Regions from separate parts of the Mus musculus genome. Here region 2 is linked to region 1. The links are chromatin contacts, called in public Micro-C maps. All regions are on one chromosome and are shown on one strand. Each heading gives the region's core, a stretch centred on a gene start, on an enhancer-like site or on the middle of the called end of the contact. The rest is flanking DNA. Distances are from core to core; before and after follow the strand shown.

Region 1 (3,286 bases), core at 259-2,758:
ACGGTAACAGGTGAAAGTGTGTGTTACTAAGACGGTAACAGGTGAAAGTGTGTGTTACTAAGACGGTAACAGGTGAAAGTGTGTGTTACTAAGACGGTAACAAGCACAGTCCACCCATTCTGGGGCTCTGCCTCCTGTCTGGGAGCCTGATGGAGGTGGCCAAAGTCGGTCACAACAAGCTCTAGCCATGGGAAGGAAGAAGAGAAGGTCACATGCCCTTACTCATCCTCAAAGAAAGCTTGGCAATGTCTGTCAGATCTATGAACTTAAACTGTATGTATGTGTGGGAGAGGTGACTTCAGTGTCTGCCACATATCCCTGGGAGTGACGCCATGCATCCCCAAAGTACAGATAAATGAGGAACGTCAGGGTTAAAACTAAAGCCTGCAGCAGATGACTCAAGTTGAGGTCCCTGTCCCAACCTGTCCTGCCCCAGACAAGCTCCTGAGGGCAGATTCCTAAGTCAAACCTTCATAGCCTGTTCCTACCTCCCCTCCCTTACTCCATATCCTTTGTTCCTCCACCCCTTCCCCTGCAGTTCTCCAAGGCAACCCAGAGGAGCAACTCCTCATTCAGTAAAAATCTCGGGATGCTGCAGGCACTAGAGACGAGGATGGTGGGCCGAACAGCCTGACCCCCAAGGATCTGAGGAGCTAGTGGTGACTTGTCGCAAGTACATGTTTAAGGCCCCACAAGAGCCATCTATGGTCAGGAGCTGAGAACACAGAAGTCTAGCCAGCGAGGCAGGATGCCTTGAAGCCTTAAGTGGGAACAGGAATAGCAGGAGAGTCAGAGGGATGCCTTAGGAGAGCCTGGGCAGAGTGTATAAAGGCCCTTTGGCCACCTCTCCTCTCTTTTCCTCCTCTTCTTCCTGTTCCCCTCCTCTCCCCTTTCTCCTCTCTCCCTGAGCCCCTCAGGTATTTTGATGGTTTATACCTTTGTCCTCTGCCCAGGAAGGAAATTCTGTGAGGTTTTATAATATTGGCTTTGCAGTGGTTTCCAGGACCTTTCCAGAAAAGCGTGGTTCTTAAGGTATAAACAATATAGCTGAAGAAATATCGCTACCCTCTCAGGGATGAATTTGTGTCCAAAGACACAATGCTGGTGGTACCTGAGCTGTGCCTGAAAAGTGTAACCCTGTAGACTCTGGGGCCCAGAAGCACTCTGAGGAGAGGCCTTAACAGTGCCAACCCTGGGTGTTTCTGGGATACACAGGAAGTAGGAAAAGGGAACTGCTATCCTCGTTCTAAACGCTCATACTTCCTGAGAGCGAACCTGGAGAGCTGCATTGTTAGAGCTGTCCCTTCAAAGGTCCACTTTGTCACCTCCAATAGGCAAGGTCAGTCTGAGCCACCACATAATGACAGTCATCTCCACTAAGACAAACACTGAACAGTGGGAGAGAATTAAAGTCAGGACTCAGAACTCTGAGGCTCCAGGGCTGCGTGTGAGGCTCCTATCAAAATAATCCAGTTACGAGATGAGTTTTGGTGTGTTTTGCCACGTCTGAATCATCTGCCACAGTGACTCAGGATGACAGGACAGTTAGTGAGACAATCCAACCCAGCCTAGCAAGACGATCCAGCCTGGCAGGCTTTAGAAATTTTGAAACACAAAGTTCAAAGAAATGCTATTTTTAAAAGACATATTTAGAAATAAAATCATATGTAGACACGATGTAACCCTGGGAGGGCTGGTTAGAAGATTTCCATTTCTTCTTGTTACACACATTTTCAAAAGGTTCAATGGCCACCAAAGATGCCTTCTAAGGTAACAGCTATACTGGCCCCTGAGTGAATTCTCGAGCCCCAAATCAGTTCATTGAGAATTTTCAATGTGGCCAGATGTGGTGGTATGTTGTGTCCGGCCAGCAGACCACAACCTGGGTTCTAGCCTGGAAAGGCATTTTGGAAACCTGGAAGAGAAGAGGGGCTAGGTGGCGAGAGAAAAGAATGTAGCCAAGACAGTTACTCTGATCAAGGCTCAAATTTTATTGTTGCGACACTAGTTATGAAGGAAGGGGGAGGGGACCCGATTCCCGCCAAATAATCTCTCGTCCAGTAGAAAGGTGCACATGTGTGGCTCCGCAGGTTCCAGCAGTGGGCGTGGCAGAACGAATGAGCAGGAAGCTCCACCCCTGAGCAAGCAGGTTTCAGGCTGGGGGAGGGGAGACTACAGTGGTACATGCCTTTAATCCCAATCTCTAGGGGGCAGAAGCAGGCCAGACTCCATGAGTTCGAAGCCAGCCTGGTCTACAAAGCAAGTACCAAGACACGCAGGGCTCCATAGAGAAACCTTATCTCAAAAGGGGGGGAGAGCAACAAAAAGTTTTCAATGCTTTTTTTTTTCCATACATTTTCAGTTTTCTAAAAACTGTCTGGAGCAGGAGATGGACCATGTCTAGCCAGCCCATGTCTAGGACCGAGTCAGTTGTGAAAAGACAGGCAAAGCACAGATTCAAGATTAAGTCTGCCCTGGGTACCCCGAGCAGGGCTACTTTACAGTTCCTTCCTGCTCTACACCAACCCAAGGCCAAGCAGGAGACGCTCGGGCACGGTATACACACACTCCATCTGCTCACCCCCAGCAGAAGAGGACCTGACAGGACATTATAGCAAGCAAGCCCCACAAGTGTCAGAGCAGAAATAAGGTCCCTCGTGACAGCAGGGGTCTCAGCTCTAAGGTCAAAAGGTCCTCCTCCTTGGCCACTGGCATCTAAAGACTCCCACTCAGGAGTCCTTTTTAGTAACCATTGAAAAAGTCCTACCCTCTCCTGCAGAGCACAGCAGATGGGTTGGGATGATGGACCAACCAACAGCTATCTATCTGTAAAGGGTGCTTACAGGACGCCAACAGTCAGCTGGTGAGCAGATCCCGTGGTGGCGCTGAAGACCCGAATGTCCCTAATTTTGAAAGCAAAATCCCAAGACTAACCTGAATTGGAATTCATAAACAATGTCATTATCTCCATAATTTTAACAATCAATATAATTCCCTAATCAAAATCAAACAGGGGAATTAAATAAAGATACAAGCAATTTATAGGTGTATGTATTTCTACATAACTATGTATTTCTGTACTTGGAAACAAAGAGTCTCTGTGAATTTCCCAGTGCCTCTGTGTGGGTCACTACTGCTCTCCCCCATAGTAGCCACAAGCCACAGAGCTTCTCAGCCACAATGACATGGCTCCTCCCAGCTCTGCTACAAAAAGCAGAGACTGCTTCATCCCAGTCACTCACGTTCTGACTGTAGGGGAGGAATCAGGAGGCAGGGTCCAGGCTAG
Region 2 (3,339 bases), core at 292-2,791, 110 kb before region 1:
CACCAAACTCAAAAGCAACTGAGACCCTGAACCATCTTCAGATTTCAAATCAAACATATAGCTGGTCAAAGGCAGGATTCTTCTGTTTGCCTTCCTGAAATCGAGATGCTGTGAACCAAATTAGGCAAAAGAAGGCTGCCTAGTAAGTAAACCTTGTTTCATAGTAGAGCCTTGTCTATTCCTCCTTCCAATTCTGTCTGTCTATTTCCCTTCAGTGCTGCAGAATAAGCTCAGTAACCAAAACATACTAGGTACAAACTCATCTGAATGAACACATTGCCAAATTCCTACTCACCCGGGCTAGCTCCTACTGCCTGCATCCATCTGCCAGGCACTGTGGAGACCTGGCTCTAATGGAGTCCACAGACTCTCTGAGGGCTCAGCAAAGGAGTTAGGTTTCCACTGAGGATTCTACTATACTGTAGATGTGCCCAAGAGACTGTATGCAGCATTCATATGGCCTGGTTGCTCATTCCATCCAAGCAAGAAGAGCTCCCCTGGGTAGGCTCCCTGGGCTCTCTGAGTTAGCAGTCTAGTGATGCTTGATATGGCCAAGAGACTTGGTCTCCCCAGATCTTATAGAAACAAGAATTTTCCAAAACAATTTTTTAGGCAAAGACTATCTCTTCACTTTTTAAGATGGACTGTGCTCATGAACAGGCAGATGCCTCGTTCACCACCTTTGCACTGTGCAACTTAATTCAGGCTCATTCTGCTGATCACCTAGCACTGATATGGTTTCAACATGAGACTGGCTATGGTATTATAAGTACCCTGGCAGGGCAGGAAAGCAGGAGTGGGTGGGTGAGTGGGGGAGCATCCTCATAGAGGCAGGGGAGGGGGAGAGGATAGGGGGTTTCCGGAGGGGAGACCTGGAAAAGGGATAACATTTGAAATGTAAATAAAGAAAATATCCAATAAAAGAAAAAAATAAGCACCCTGGCATTATCAGACTGCATAGGCTTGCTTCCAGAGTTCCCTGACCCTATGATAAGTCTACACTGATACCTGCATACTGTGTGTGCCCTGACCCACACAAGGAAGTGCGTGTCTCTCCAGAAGCCCCTGCTAACACAGTTGATGGAGAGCACAGAAGCACCATCCAGTTACCAAACTCCAACTGCAAAGCTCCCTCAGCTTAAGCACAAGGAGGCGAGAGAGGTGACACACTTCTGGGTGTGCATCTACGTGCCTACCTTTGTTCCGCACATCCTGACTTAAAATGTACAGCTAACCCAGGAAAACCCAATATTTTTAATATTGACACCATCTGCACAATTGTCCAGGGGGAAATAATGCCCATTTCCACCACGATGACACACTTGCGAATGTGTCACTATCTGCCACCCCTTGACTTCCAGGGATTAGAAATTATTTCAGGGTAGCAATAGCCTCTTCCCCTAAGAATTCCCATCAAGCTTCTCCCCCCTCCCCCACCCTTCAGTTTTGTTGTGAAATCAGTTAACCCAAGGGAAAATTTCACAGCTCTTCACTTCTGCTTTTTAGGACTATAAAACAAGGGAGGGAAAACAAGTTGGACAACAAACCCTGCAGTGGTTCGAGGCCTAATAGGCTCATCTGGGATCCTCTCCAGCCAAGCTTCCTTGTGCAAGTAAGTCTCTCTCTCTCTCTGTCTCTCTCTCTCTCTGTCTCTCTCTATCTCTCTCTCTCTGTCTCTCTCTCTCTGTCTCTGTCTGTCTCTCTCTCTGTCTCTGTCTGTCTATCTCTCTCTCTCTCTGTCTGTCTCTGTCTCTCTCTGTCTGTCTCTCTCTGTCTCTCTGTCTCTCTCTCTGTCTCTCTCTGTCTCTCTCTCTCTCTCTCTTTCCCCCCCCCCCACTGATGGACTTTGGGCTTTTTATTTATAAAAAGTAGCTGTACCTCCATGGTTTGTGAAGTACTCTGGAAATGAGTACTGTCTGTATAGCCGCTGACATCTAAAAGGCAGCTCCTGTCTTGTAGGAAAGCTTCTTTATTAGGGTTTGGCTCTGCTGTTGCTTCCTTCCAGAGCATCTTCCTAATGCTGTTCCCCATGTTGTAGTGACCCCCCACACACCCTAAAATTATTTTCATTGCTACTTCATAACTATAATTTTGCTACTGTTATGAAGTGTAAATATCTGTGTTATCCAATGGTCTTAGGTGACCCCTGTGAAAGGGCCACTTGACTCCAAAAGGGCCACTGTTCTAGACCTATACAACGGCTCCTCCGTTCCTTCATTCCTCAGAGACCAGTTTAGCATGCCTGCCCTGAACTAGAGCTAAGAGAAACACATATGAAGGACGCCCCTCGGGGAGCTAACGCTGGATGCCCACCCACTTTCTTTCTTCACACAGGTGTCTGAAGCAGCTATGGCAACTGTTCCTGAACTCAACTGTGAAATGCCACCTTTTGACAGGTCAGTGGGTACTGGAGAGTGGTCACATATCCAGCACTCTGCTTTCAGGAATGGAGGGCTATCTACTTTCAGAGGCCAGAGAGTCCCCAACTCATCTCCTTCAGTGGCTATCAGAGTTCAAGCAACCTAGCTTAAAGACTGACCTCTTCACTCCCAAGCCCAACCTAGGGACTTAGGTGCTGTCACTACAGGGACTCCTACAGATGCAATGGTAAGAAAAACTTCCACATGGACAGGATAAGAGACTCTTTTGCAAAGTCTGGCTTGGAAGCAAAGGCAGAGAGCTCAGACTTTAGCTAACTCTGCTAGTCTAGAATTTAGGTGTCAGAAGTCAACAGAGAGCAACCAGAGCACCCACTTACCTGGCCCAGAATCTGCTTCTAGACTGTTACTTACGTAGCACTGTAGAACTTCCCAGAAGTCTTTGGGAAGCTTTAAGAGTCATGGTAGGTGTGGTTTTATGAACAATGGAAGTCTGTCTGCTCAGTATTGATAAGGAGCTATCACTTGACCACATCTGTTTTCATTACAGTGATGAGAATGACCTGTTCTTTGAAGTTGACGGACCCCAAAAGATGAAGGTGAGACTCTGAGCTTGGCTCCTAACCTGTGGAGGGACTGTGGCATGGGAAAAAAAAACCCAAACGGGAAGGGATATGGGACTGCCTTGCTCCCAGGCTATTTTGTGATGGGATTATTTTGCCTCTTTCAGTGACATAGATAAGGCAACCCACACACTGACCTGGCTCCCACACAGGTTTCATTTACCACAGCCACACACCAAGGCTTGCTGATGGCAATCATGGTGTTTTATGCTAAGAAGACAGTATGGTCTTCAACATACATTTAGTCCCCCCTTGAGAGAGATGGAGCTTAATCTGACCACTTAAATCGAACTCTGGATCTAGAGAGCATGACCTTCAGAATTAGCATCTCTTCCTTC

The links. Hi-C and Micro-C count contacts between places; a contact is called where the count stands out from the background.
Region 2: a Micro-C map of macrophages shows a contact between it and region 1, with 3 times the contacts expected there. The contact joins the promoter of Il1b here to the enhancer-like site in region 1. A contact is called at or near these places in 9 of 39 promoter capture datasets (the 3T3-L1 cell line, 3T3-L1-derived adipocytes, the C10 cell line and 6 more), 1 of 484 Hi-C or Micro-C datasets (macrophages), 1 of 115 datasets of contacts at active chromatin or transcription factors (neural progenitor cells) and 2 of 9 other capture datasets (adipose tissue and liver).

Annotation. Positions count from the first base shown.
Region 1 is chr2:129,261,508-129,264,793 of GRCm38.p6, reverse strand. No RefSeq gene overlaps it. Among named protein-coding and RNA genes, the nearest start is that of Ckap2l, 34 kb to the left of the region's middle. Within about 2 kb of position 1,508, at least 60 of the 459 cell types and tissues checked have an H3K27ac peak or open chromatin away from gene starts, as enhancers often do. A contact at or near this core is called in macrophages, where this site is marked.
Region 2 is chr2:129,369,341-129,372,679 of GRCm38.p6, reverse strand. Il1b (interleukin 1 beta) reads left to right here and starts at 1,541. Exons shown (of 7, transcript NM_008361.4): 1 at 1,541-1,612; 2 at 2,335-2,396; 3 at 2,929-2,977. The coding sequence starts at 2,350. It overlaps Il1bos (interleukin 1 beta, opposite strand), which reads right to left and starts at 2,778. Exons shown (of 3, transcript NR_015474.1): 1 at 2,759-2,778.